Regions from separate parts of the Sus scrofa genome. Here region 2 is linked to region 1. Evidence: chromatin contacts called from public HiChIP or PLAC-seq data. All regions are on one chromosome and are shown on one strand. The core of a region is the stretch at or near the end of the contact, and the rest is flanking DNA. Distances in the headings are between cores, read along the strand shown. Region 1 overlaps TRIM24 (transcription intermediary factor 1-alpha). Region 2 overlaps CREB3L2 (cyclic AMP-responsive element-binding protein 3-like protein 2).

Evidence for each region. HiChIP or PLAC-seq counts read pairs in DNA pulled down with a chosen protein or histone mark.
Region 2: a contact with region 1 is called in an H3K27ac HiChIP or PLAC-seq map of alveolar macrophages. The contact joins two enhancer-like sites. A contact is called at or near these places in 1 of 47 Hi-C or Micro-C datasets (embryonic fibroblasts) and 1 of 2 datasets of contacts at active chromatin or transcription factors (alveolar macrophages).

Annotation. Positions count from the first base shown.
Region 1 is chr18:11,102,334-11,109,356 of Sscrofa11.1, forward strand. TRIM24 (transcription intermediary factor 1-alpha) reads right to left here. Exons shown (of 19, transcript XM_021079187.1): 3 at 6,444-6,591; 4 at 3,239-3,371. Among named protein-coding and RNA genes, the nearest start is that of TRIM24, 46 kb to the right of the region's middle. Within about 2 kb of position 4,393, at least 4 of the 83 cell types and tissues checked have an H3K27ac peak or open chromatin away from gene starts, as enhancers often do. A contact at or near this core is called in alveolar macrophages, where this site is marked.
Region 2 is chr18:11,569,647-11,575,935 of Sscrofa11.1, forward strand. All of the region lies in intron 1 of CREB3L2 (cyclic AMP-responsive element-binding protein 3-like protein 2), which reads left to right. Among named protein-coding and RNA genes, the nearest start is that of CREB3L2, 40 kb to the left of the region's middle. Within about 2 kb of position 1,870, at least 3 of the 83 cell types and tissues checked have an H3K27ac peak or open chromatin away from gene starts, as enhancers often do. A contact at or near this core is called in alveolar macrophages, where this site is marked.

The DNA.
Region 1 (7,023 bases), core at 3,143-5,642:
ACTGGAGCTGCAGCCGCTGGCCTATGTCACAGCCACAGCAACATCCAATCCAAACTGCTTCTGTGACCTACACACTACAGCCATGACGGATCCTTAACCCAATGAATGAGGCCAGGGATTGAACCTGTATCCTCATGGATGGATACTAATTAGGTTTGTTACCTGGTAAGCCACATAGAACATCCAATTTTTCTTTCCATGTTTGAAAATCATGTGCACTGGCGTCCAGTTGTGGCGCAGTGCACTAAGGTTCTGGTGACGTCACTGCAACAGCTTGGTTTGCTGCTGTGGTGCAGGTTCAATACCTGACCCGGGAACTTAAACTATGTTCTAAGTAATGTTATTTTTCTTTAAATGTTCTAAGGCTGTGAGGAATATAAATTTAGAACTGCTTTATATTTTTTAGATAGAATATTTTATGGTTATGAAGTATCTTTATCCCAAATAAAGTACTTTGATACAGCAGCTGACCTCTGATTAGTGTTTTTATGGAATGTCTTTTCCCGTCACTCTTTTTTATATACATAGGCTTTACATATTTTTCTTATAAAAAGTAGCACATTCTCCATTAGCTTTCTTATCCAGCATGCAATCTTTTAATTTAGAATATTTATCCATTCACATTTATTATGATTACAAATACATTTACAGATCTAACAACTTAATAAAGTCTTATTAAATCCCTTTTGTTCTTTTTTCTTTTTTTGGCCAGAGTTTAGACTGATTATTAATTTTTCTGCTTCCTCCCTCTCTTACCTTGGTAATCCTATTGACTTGCACTATTCTTTTAGTGACTGCTCTACATTAGAAGATGCAGGTATTGAAGTATCATCTAATATTAATTTGTAGTTTACTACCTTCTTCCTAAACAACACATGAACACAAACTCTGTTCTGTATCCTCCTAACGTGTGGTATGTGATATATAACACACACATGACACACACCAAGACATTATTATTTCTTAAGTCAATAACATTTTAGATTTACTCACATAACTTTTTTTTTTTTTTAGGGCCACATGCGCGGCATATAGAGTTTCCCAGGCTAGGGGTCAAATCGTAGCTACAGCTGCCAGCCTATGCCACAGCCGAAGTAATTCAGAATCCGAGCTGTGCCTGTGACCTACACCAGACCTTACAGCAACGCCGGATCCTTAACCCACTGAGCAAGGCCATGGATACTAGTCGGATTCATTTCTATTGCACCTCAATGGCAACTCCCAGACTTTTTAACTTTTTAACATTTTAACTACTCTTTGTGCTGTCATGCATCACCTAGCATTCTTCTTCTGACTCAAGTTTGCTTCTGTGTTTACTGGGGAATGTATTCTCCCAGTTTATTTTGTCTGAAAACGTCTGTCATTAACTTTCAATTCTGAGGACTATATTCATTGGGTATAAAATTTTAGTTTTGTGGTTATTTTCTTTTTGCACTTCAAAAAGATTATTTTTTAATTATTCTGCTGGGAGTACTGCAGCTTCTAGAACATAGGCCAGATGTCTTTCTTCAGTATTACAAAGTTCTAAGCTATTACATTCTTTCCTCAAATGCTGTTTCCTTCCCATTCTCTCTCTCCTTCTTGGGTCCCAAGTACACCCTGTATTAGATCATCTCCATCCCTCTTCCATTTTCCATCTTTCTGTTTATCATGCTTCATTTAGTTATTTTCTCCTAGCTCATTACTCATTTTCTGGCATACCAAATCTGCTGTAAACGAGTTAATTTCAGTTATTGTAATATCAAGTTCTAGACTTTGTTCACATTGCCTTATTTCCCAGTATACATGGTTACTTCGAATTGTGAGCTGAACCATTTTAACGAAACTCATTAAATAAACCTGAGGTCTAGGATGATGTTTTGTTGCTCCAGGGAGGATTTCATTTTATTCTACCAGGTACTCTGAGGTACCAGCAATACAATTCTGATTTAATCCCACTCTGGCTACCGAGAAGATCTGATTCTGCACTTTTGGAACCTACCTGTGAACAACTATGTACCAGCTAGCTCATCTTTTCTATGACAGTGTAGACTTTCAGGATCCCAACTCAAGGCAAGGAGAAGTCTTTAACCTCTGAAATCCCCGAAGTCCAATCCCTGTCTTTCAGTCCTGTGAGCCTATTAAACGTACCCCTCAATCACTAGCCAAGTGCTTCCAAGGGGAAAAAGCCTATACCTTTTTCTGTTCCCACTCCATGCCAATCCTGGCCCATTAGCTCTTAATTATCAAGCTCTAAAATATCCTATCAATGATTTCTGCATTTTTCCCATGTCTTCTAAGTGACCCTCACTGGTATGGTTGGTCAAATTATCTAGTCTGCCACTATCGGGAGCCCAGAGCATTTTCACCAATTATATTTGCATTGATTTATCAGAATCTGTTTTTAAGTCAGTTGTTAATTCAAATGGCTATGGAAGACAGCTTTCAAAGTAAGCTTTGGTAGGGACTATGATGATTTAGAAAAGCCTTCCCATTCTAAAGAAGACTAAAGTCAATTCCAGCCAAATATTGACATGAGAGTATATGGAGCCCAGGGCTAGAATAGATTCCATTTTATTAAACCAAACAAAACCCGATCAAACCAAAATCAAAGACCTAACTTTTTTAATATGTAAAATCTCATTTACAACACTGGCAACTAACTAATTCCATGCATTTTTAAAAACTGTGTAGGAGAGTTACTGTTGTAACTAATATCTATAAGGCTGTCTTTCCGATCCTTGTCCTTGCTCAATGGGTTAAGGATCCAGTGTTGCCATGAGCTGTGGTGCAGCCCACAGATGTGGTTCAGATCCCATGTTGCTGTGGCTGTGGTGTCAGCTCCAACTTGATCCCTAGTCAGGGACCTTTCATACGCCACAGTGCAGCCCTTAAAAAAAAAAAAAAAAAAGCGTGTAGGCCAGTGGTTTGGTGACTTTGCTCTCCAGGGCATTTGGCAATATCTGGAGAGTTTGGTTTTCACAACTGGAAGAATGCTATTTGAATCTGTTAACTAGAAGTCAAAGATGCAGTTAACACCATACAAGGCACCAGACAGCCCCCCACAACACAGAATTACCTGGCTCCAAAGTTTGCAACACCCAAGGTGAAAAATCTTGAAAATCTTGCAACAGGCCAACATATTGCTAGCCAAACAAAACATTATCTGCAGACCGACATTGGGTTGGGGTGCCATCAACTGTCTAGTCCTCATAAAGCTGTGTTATAAATCTATGTACATAATGAAAGATGCTGGTACCTATGCTCTTTATGTTCTAATAACTGGCAGTCCCGACACGTCAGTTTGTCACATGTTTCACAGTAAAGCTTCAGCTGCTCCTTCTTATGAAAAGGACAAAACACTGGTCGCTGACTGGTCACACCAACTGCCTCTGTGGAAACAATGGGAGGCAAAAAGAAGAAATTCACATAATTAAATAGTGAATAACTCCTGGATGGTTCATTTATATTCAAATCCGTTGTGATATAAAGGAGCTGCAGTTTCACCAACACCATCATTGCCACTAGGTTTTATAATATAGCCCAGATAAGTGAGCGGGACCTAAATGGAATAAATGTGGGTGATTACCTTTTTAATGCAAGGCAGAATAATGTGTTAAAGGGTGATGGGAAAATTATTTCCCCACTTTTGCAAAATTCCTAAACAGAGCATACGCATCAACATGGCTAATCATAAAGTTTTTGCTATTAATAGTTATCCAACGTGGAAATAAAACTCCGCAAGGCTTATGTTACAATGTTAAATGGAAAAACGAGAATACAAATAAGTAGAATACAAAGCTACGTTGAGAGAAATTAAATATAAAATGAACTAAAATGTATAGAGAGGGTAACTAAGATAAATTTAAAGATAAAAACGAAAAGGTAACCTACTATCTAGTCATATCAAAAAGAAGGGAAAAATAAATAAAATTCTGAAAAAAGGAAAAATAACCAAGTAGAGAAAAATACATTAAAAGAATACTAAAAGCACAAGACATCAAGACTGAAAGGAGGAGTTCCCGTCATGGCTCAGTGGTTAACGAATCCGACTAGGAACCGTGAGGTTGTGCGTTCGATCCCTGGCCTCACCCAGTGGGTTAAGGATCTGCACTGCCGTGAGCTATAGTGTAAGTAGTAGACGAGGCTTGGTTTCCACGTTGCTGTGGCTGTGGCGTAGGCCCGATTAGACCCCTAGCCTGGGAACCTCCATATGCCACGGGAGAGGCCCTAGAAAAGACCAAAAAAAAAAAAAAAGACTAAATGGAATTAATTCCAACAATGAATGTATAGTTGGTTCAATATCAGTACTGTCATAGCTCCCTGCACTCTTCTCCCTAAGGTTCACGCCATCTGGGCATCACAGTAGGCAGGGTGACCACACCTCCTTAGCTGGCTTGCAACAGCCTGCTTTGCGTCGGCTCCTCAGGAATACTTATTGAGATTCTGATGTAGACGATTAAGGCATTAGTCACCCATTTATAGACTTCCTTTATTTATGAGGAATTTAGACTCTGACTCACAGTCATCCTCCTAGCCTAAGTCTCATCAACACCCTGGATGATTTAGAAGTCCCCAGAGTATCACAAGCCTCTCAGACTTTTTCATCTCTGAAAACCTGCACCTCATTTTAGCTACTTATTCAATTTACTACACATCATGGTCTCATCCTAGATTTTTTTCTTGTCCATTGCTCTTCCATTTCTGTAATCATAAATTCAAACATCCCACTTTAATAACTTCTGCTTTCTCAGCTTCCAATTCTTAACTACTCTCACTGTAGCTATCGCTATTGCTAGTCCCTAATCATTTCTTTCACCCTGTCAGCTGACACCATCAACTTCACTGCCTTCATACAGCTAACATCCCCAATAATTCATGCCAAGGCTTGGCATTTTCTGCATCTCTCACCCTGCGGAAATTCAAGAACACCAGTCCAGCTAATCTCCAACCCTAAATAGTTTGGTCCTTCTCTATCCCCACATCAGACTGGCGAGAACTGACAGATTAAGTTTTAAGAACTGTATCAAACGGAACCTTGATGCTACTATGCAATCCAAAGCTCAACTCTCTTCTAACTGGAATTATTTCCAAGAATAACTGGAATGTGGAATCCTTCACATTCTTTACTTTTTTAGTCCTATGTCCTCTGCTCTCCTTTTAAATAACTGCCTACCTTCACAGAAAAGCAGGTCTTTCTAGCACTAATCTATTATAGTTACCTGGGTCTATACCTGGCCTTTGCTCCTTTGTGTCTTCTCTTCATCAGTGATCTCAGAAGTGACACTCTCCTTTCCCTGTGCGTCCTCAGCTCTTACCACTCTTCCTCTTGCATCTTACTATTCAGCTATACTCAACATCCCCCTCTGGAAATGTGTGCATGTGCTTCAGTTTGCCCACCCTTCTCCTTCCTGTAATGAATTTCTATTCATCCTTGAAGCCTCAGGTTTGGCCTTTAATGCAAATCCCCAAATCTGAGTTTGGTACTCCTTTCATGTGCTCCCAAGGCCTGAACTATGATTCCTAATTTGTTTAGTCTTCATCATACTGTTAACTCCTGGACGGCAGGAAGTATCTGTCTAATTCACCATTTCATCTTTTTAATCTAGCACACTTTCTGGAATATAGAATAGGTGTACAAACAGTACTTGACTCAATGAATAAAAAGCAGTGAATTAATTTTTAAACAAAGATATATTAATGACTCACAAAACCAAATGAGGTTCTGACAAACATTACAATATGGATGGAGCCTGAAAACATTGTGATAAGTACAATAAGCTGGACAATGAAGGACAAATACCGTAGGATGTCCACTTGTATGAAATACCCAAAATAAGCAAATTCACAGAGACAGACACAGGACTAGAAGTTAGCGGGGGCTGCTGGTGAGAAGGACATAAGGAGTCATTATTTGCTGGGTACAGTTTCTTTGCGGGGCTGCTAAAAAAGTTTTGGAAATAGCTAAGTGCTGATGGTTGCATAACAATGTTGAATACAATTCATGCCACTGATCTGTACACTTAATATGGTTAGAATGTCAAATTTTAAGTTACAGATATTTTACTATAATAAAAAATACATTTATAGAACAAATATCATGAAACAGCCTTACCATAAGAATATCAGAGAGAAAAAAGTTTTAAAACTTTTTTAAAGCTCATCTGTTATCATCTTAAAAATAAGATAAGAAAAAAGTTTTAAAAGCTACTTTCTTCCTCATTTGCTATACATTCACATAAGGCATTTATATGAGGATGGTGAGTATAAATATAAAGCAGAACAGTTTATCTATTCATACCTACCGACATTTATAAGTATTCAAATACAGACTATAAACAACATAGACTTCCTTGTATTAAAATACAAACTATATTCAATACTTACTGGTGTATCTAAACAAGTCAGTATGGGAAGAATGACTATGGAAGGGATAGAGAAAAAAAGAGATAAAAAACGATTACCTGGAGATACTTCTTCTTTCTGTCTCACAGTGTGGTCTTTTGTGAATTTCACCCTTTGATGAGCTCGGATGCATGTCTTGCAGAGCCATTCAACACACTCTACACAAAACCCATTAGCTTCTGCATTGTCCTCACAGCTTGTACATACCTAATAAAAGAAACATGTCCCATCAATTTTTGAGATAAAAACACAACATGTAAGAAAAGGTAATCATATTTTAATGACATACCAAGCATGCTTGTCTCTGTCAGTTACCTTCCCGTGTTCATAAACTTAAACTGATACTATGTTTTCAACTATAAACATATGAAATGGAAATAAAAAGACATTAGCCCTAGTTCAATGTCAAATATTCCAGGCACTATGCTATTTGTTGAGGATACCACAATCAGAAAAAGCAAACCCAGTCCCTGCCCTTTTGACACCTGGGCTCCTAGATGGAAGTGTGGGTTCAAATCCCAGTTCCTCTACTTACTAGCTGAACAGTCTTGGGCAGGTGACTTAGAATGCTCATCTTTAAAATAGCGGTGTTCCCATCATGGCTCAGAGGTTAACGAATCTGACTAGCATCCATGAAGG
Region 2 (6,289 bases), core at 620-3,119, 460 kb after region 1:
CAGTCAATTTGAGTTGCCATAACAAAATACCACAGACTGGGTGGCTTAAACAACAGACATTTATTTTTCCCAGTTTAGAGAAAGAGAGAGAGACAGAAAGAACCAAGAAGCAAGCTCTCCATCCTCTTACAAGGGCACTAATCCCATCGTTGTGAGGACCCCACCCTCATGACCTCATCTTAAACTAATTGCCTCCCAAAAGCCTGCACTCCAAAAACCATCACCTTGAGGGTTAGGGCTTCCACATAGGAGTTTCAGGAGAACACAGGGATTCAGTCCATGTGAATTCAGTCCAAATTTAGTCCAGTTCAGAATCTATGCTCCTGTTCTCAGACACTTGAGAATCTGTATGTCATGAGAGCTGTTACCTTGAGACTGTGCTACTCATACACCTTACATGGAGGCAGTAAAATTATTGAGAATCACAGTTCTTGGCAGGTGCTTGTAAGTAAACAGCCTTTTTTAGGGAGCTTCAATTTACTCATTATATAGGGTCTTCCTTTTTGCATCCATCTTTCTTTTTATAATTTCTTTCTTTTTATTATTTTTCACTCCAGAGTCATAAAACCATGGCAAACTATGGTATCGCTTGTTCTTTGTAAAATCTCCAAGTTACACTTTCTATAGCCCCAAATGAGGCACTCTCTCCCCTTCTCTTCAAAAGATTAGCTTGTTCCAAGCTTTCCTTCTTCTATTCAAGCCTGGCAAGAATCAACAAATACTTATTAAAGATTTATATTTAACGCCATGGATAAAGCCACACCTTTCCACTGAGCATTGGTGCATCCGTGTGTTTCCAGTTTTCTTTGTTAACTGAATTTGCTTTGTGCTTACTTGCTTTCTGAAAGAGCAATAAATTACAGTGTAAGCTTACTAGGACATAGTTGTTGGTATTTTTAACTTTATTTTACTTTAATTTTAAGCTTAAAATTAGCTTGCTTAATAAAGTATTTAAACAAGGTATAGACAGTCTAAATAATCATCTGTTTTAAAAATTATAAAATGGTGTACATTAGGATATAATTTAAGAGGATGGAACTACCCCTGTGTGTCTTCTTTTTGGAAGAATTTCATGGCTTTTGCACCTGCTTCTCTAGTGTGTGTCTTTGACTCTCCCTCATGGTCGACTGGCACCCCCACCCCCAGCATCCTAAGTTCCTTAATCCCCTTGGTGAACTTCAAGGCCCTTCCCTGGAGACCAGTGGTTCTTCACCTGTGCCCCATGGACCTGCAACAGCATCTGAGAACTGGTCAGAAATGCATATCCCTGGGTCCCATTCCAGACTTACTGAATTAGAAACTCCAGGGGTGAGTCCTAGCCATCTGTGTTTTAAAGACCCTTCAGGTGCAATGGACTGAATGTTTATGTCTCCTCCAAATTCATCCATTGAAATCCCAATCTTCACTATAATGGTGTTTGGAGGTGGGGCCTTAGGAAGGTGAATGGGATTTAGTCCCCATATAGAAGAAACCCTAGAGAACTCCCTGGCCTCTTCTGCCAGGTGAGGACACAGTGAGAAGATGCCTTCTATGAGGAAGGGGGCTCTTATCAGACACTTGACTCTGCCATCATCCTGATCTTGGACTTCCCAGCCTCCAGAACTCTGAGAAATAAACACATTTCAGTCATTTCTAAGCCACCCAGCCTGTGGTGTTTTGTTACAGCAGCCACCAAGGACTGAGACAATGCAAAAGTTTAAGAATTCCTGCCCCAGCCCAGGAGGCTGGATTCAGTGGGCTTATCTCCTAATCTCTTGTTTTGGCATAGGCAGCAGCACTATTTCTTTTCTGTTGAGGTGTAGAGTCAGTTTCAAGTGGAGTGAGGCTTAGGATCACCCCAGTCAGTTCCCTTTACCACAGAAGAGAGCTTGTGACTCCACAAGGCTTTGCAGACAGGCAGTTGCATCATCAGATGGGAACCCAGGCTCCTTGCTACTGACATGGGCCCTTTTGCTTCTCTAAAACTGTTGCAGCTGTGCTTGCTGAGCTCAGGATTCTTTTTGTAAATTGGTCAGAGGTACCTCTAGCATCAGTCTGATCATTAGGAGTTCTCCTAACTTTTTTTTTTTTGTTGTTGTTGTTGTTTTAGGGCCACACCTGTGGCACATGGAGGTTCCCAGGCTAGGGTTCAAATTGGAGCTACAGCCTCCAGCCTGCGCCACAGCCACAGCAACGCTGGATCCAAGCCACATCTGCGACCTACACCGCTGTTCATGGCAATGACGGATCCTTTAACCTGCTGAGTGAGCCAGGGATCAAACCTGTGTCCTCATGGATACTAGTTGGGCTTGTTACTGCTGAGCCGCATGGGAACTCCACTCTTAACATTTTAATAACGATATTCTAAGACTTCAGAAGTGGACTCCAAAACCTCAGAATCGAGTGGATTTTGTCATTGATTTCCATTGAATAATTTTAGAGAAAAAGAGTCAATTGCTTAAACAAGCAGAATTCCACATGTTTCTCTCTTTTGTTTGCCTGTAAAGAGCGCAAACACACCTGTGTGCTCGTGTGTTTGGTGAGTGAGTGAGAGAGAAGGGGAGGAGAACAAGGATTCTATTTATGAGAAAATTGTTAGCTGTCTAAGGAAGGCATGGTTACTGGAGTGGCAGCAGTTGGAGCAGTTTGTGTGTTATGTGTGTAGGGGTGTGTGGCCACTTTGGTTTGCCTTGATCTCACTCCAATTTTGAAGAGATGTACATTTTCAAGCATCTTCAATTAAGCAGTTTCCTTCTCTGTCTTTTCTCTGTCTTGTCTCGCCTATTGGATAATCTTTTATTTTTTTTATCTTTTTTTTTTTGCCACATATGGAGGTTCCCAGGCTAGGGGTCTAATCAGAGCTATAGCCACCAGCTTACACCACAGCCACAGCAATGCAGGATCCGAGCCACGTCTGCAACCCACACCACAGCTCACAGCAACGCTAGATCCCTAACCCACTGAGCAAGGCCTGGCACTGAACCCGCAACTTCATGGTTCTTAGATTCGTTTCCACTATGCCACGATGGGAACTCCCTCCCCTACTGGATAATCTTTGTAGTAGATTTTACTGATTACTTCCGTGCTCTGTCATCTGAAGGAAAGTATAGAATTCGAAACAGTGTATCCAGATGATTCAATGTCTGACTACCTTGCAGGTCACACCTGTCCCCCTCCCTCCCTGGAGGCAGAGGAGGCCAAATAATGCTTTTAGCTGCAAGATCTCTTTCCTGGATGGCTTCAAATTCTCATATTTGAGGGGTCCATGGCCTCAAAGTGCTTCAGTGTCTGTGCTGAGTGTGTAGAAAGGAAAAGACCAGAAGAAACACTCCCCTGTCAAAAGACGCCATTGATTTTGTCGTGACAAGTGTTTGGGGAGCCAGGATACAGATTTGCTGGTAGATGAAGTGAGGGTTTCTTTAACAGGGTAGTAGGTTTTGGCTTCAAGCCAAGAGGGGGTGTCTTTAGGAGGGTGATGTCTGTTTATCTTGTCTATTGGCAAATTAGAAGATGACATAGATCATATACATTTCATGACTTTTGTTGGGGTAGAAGTTTCCAGATCAGGAAGGGGAGTAAAGGAGGGGGTTGGGGTGAGGGAGGAAAGGAAGGAAAGAGAAATGGGGGACAGAAGCTTCAAGGGGCTCAAAGCTGAGAGGGACTGCTTCTGTGCCAGAATCCGTATTCACAGTCCGGATTCATTGGTTGCGAGAATGGCCTGGTTGATTAGGTGGCAGCTGCTGTATTTTTTTTTTTTTTCTGGTGGGAGGTAGTCAGGGCTGAATTGAGATTCCAAAGTGAAGGGTGACCCCAACTCAGATAACTAGACAGCCTCGTGGATGGTCAGGAGGCAGTACGGAAGGGCAGGGAAGGCTTGACTTCCATTGGGTTAATCAAACATTTTTTTTTCATTTATAATGATTTTTATTTTTTCCATTATAGCTGGTGTACAGTATTCTGTCAATTTTCTACTGGACAGCATGGTGACCCAGTTACACATACATGGATACCTGCTTTTTTCTCACATTATCATGCTCCATCATAAGTGACGAGATATGGTTCCCAGGGCTACACGGCAGGATCTCATTGCTGATCCACTCCAAAGGCAATCGTCTGCATCTATTAACCCCAAGCTCCCTGTCCATCCCACTCCCTCTCCCTGCCCTCTGGCAACCACAAGTCTGTTCTCCAAGTCCATGAGTTTCGTTTCATTTATTTGGCTTCTGCCATGTCTAGGCACTGTTGGATCCTGTGGTCACATCCTTGAATGGGGGAGAAATAGTAAAAAAGCACAAAATAAGACATAAAGGTAGTAAAAGAATTGTATGGAAGGGGCTCTGGGTGTGCTTTGGGTGCATAGGGGGTGAGTGGGAAAGGCTGGGTTATGAAGTTGGAGTTTTCCAGGTGGAGAGGAGAGGTCAGTGGGATTCTGGGCTGTAGAAATCTGGAGTCCCAAGTCAGACGGGTGTGATGAGCACTCTGTTTGGGGAAATCCACGTCATTACTGCTGGCTGGACCAGATCTGGGCCTGTGTGAGTGCAGCAGCAGGTAAAGAAAGAAAGACAAAACATTTTGGGGAGTCTCCACTGTGGCACAGTGGAAACGAATCCGACTAGTATCCATGAGGATGCGGGTTCGATCTCCGGCCTCGCTCGGTGGTTGAAGATCTGGCGTTGCCATGAGCTGTGGTACAGGTCGAAAACGTGGCTGACTGTGGTGTAGGCTGGCAGCTGTAGCTCCGATTCGACCCTTAGCCTGGGAACTTCATATGCCGAGGGTGTAGCCCTAAAAAAAAAGGATTAAAAAAAAAAAAGCAAAAAGAAATTTGAGAATTTTAATGTACATCGGGGTGGAAGGGGGAACTGGATTAATTTCACACACACGGTTTTTAGAAAAGCCTCTGTTTTACAAAATGAAATGCTGTTCATATTGAAAAGCAGCTCTTCAACAACTGGGTTAATTGAATTTGGCCACTTTCCTCCAAGCATTGGATTCCTTTTCCTAGAAAAAGGTGAACACATTCTTCTAGCCTTGGGGGATGTTATTTCACCTGTGAGAATGGTCTAACATTCCAGGTGAAGCTTTGTACTACGTATGCTGATTGTAACATTCAGAACCTGGATGGTGAAACAGAAATTAAAATAGCCCACATTGTTATTTTTTGTTTGTTTGTTTGCTATTTCGATGTGGCATTTCTGAGTTTTGGCTCCTTCAAAACTATTCAGCGTGGCACTCTCTTTGATGAGTTGTCAAGGCCCCCAAAATGGAAAATGTCAAATGAAGCGGTGACCTCCAGGGAGCTGGGGTGGGCTCGAGAACTTTTGTGACTAAGAGAGTTCGGTTCATATGGAGGAAATTTGAAAAATGGTTCATAATTTAGAATGTTCAATTATATTGAAATTTTACTCTCCTAGCTATATCTTATTCTCTTTACACAATTACTACTTTTTAAAAAGAATTTGTTTTATTGCAGTATAGTTCATTTATAACGTTGTGTTGTGGTGTATAGCAAAGACTCAATTACTGCTTTTTAATTTCATTTCCATGCACTTATAAGCAGAAAACAACTGCTTATAAGTAATTGAAAGGCCTCTTGGGTCTTTTCCGACTCAAACTTTTATTCCTGAGGTGAATGGTTGTTCAGTCTTGCCACCAAATACCTGGCATCTGCTAGCACTTTGGTGGCAGCGAAATCTGAGTCCTAGAATCAAATACTTCGTTAGTCAAGTTTTAAGCATCAAATCAGGAATGATTTCAAGTAAACTGAAAGGTACAGTGAGAAAACAGAAATCTCACTTGCAGTAAAGAAGACTAATATTCGAAGGCTTCCAGAGACCCTTCCTCTGTTGCTTGGAGAAATCATTTAATCTCTTTGAGCTTCCAGTTCCTCCTTCCTATGGCCTCTGCCTCTCTGAGTGAGGTTCTAGTGTTACCTGCAACATCTAGTTCTTTTTTGAAAATCTGAGGCCAACATAGCAGATTTACTTTTGAAAAATCTGGTCGTGTGCTTCAGGGGTATCTATGACAGTATTTTCTGAATTACTCTTTATTTCAAATTATTTCCTAGTTAGAACAAAATTTTAATCAGAAATTATAAGTGAAAGGTACTTTCATACAGGTTTCTGGACTCAATAAACATTTTTGAATCTAATGTTTAGATTTTTAAAATTTTTTTATTTTTATTTTTTCCATTATAGCTGGTGTACAGTATCCTGTCCACTTTCTACTGTGCAGCAAGGTGATCCAGTTACACCTACATGTGTACATTCTTTTTTCTCACATTATCATGCTCCATCATAAGTGACTAGAT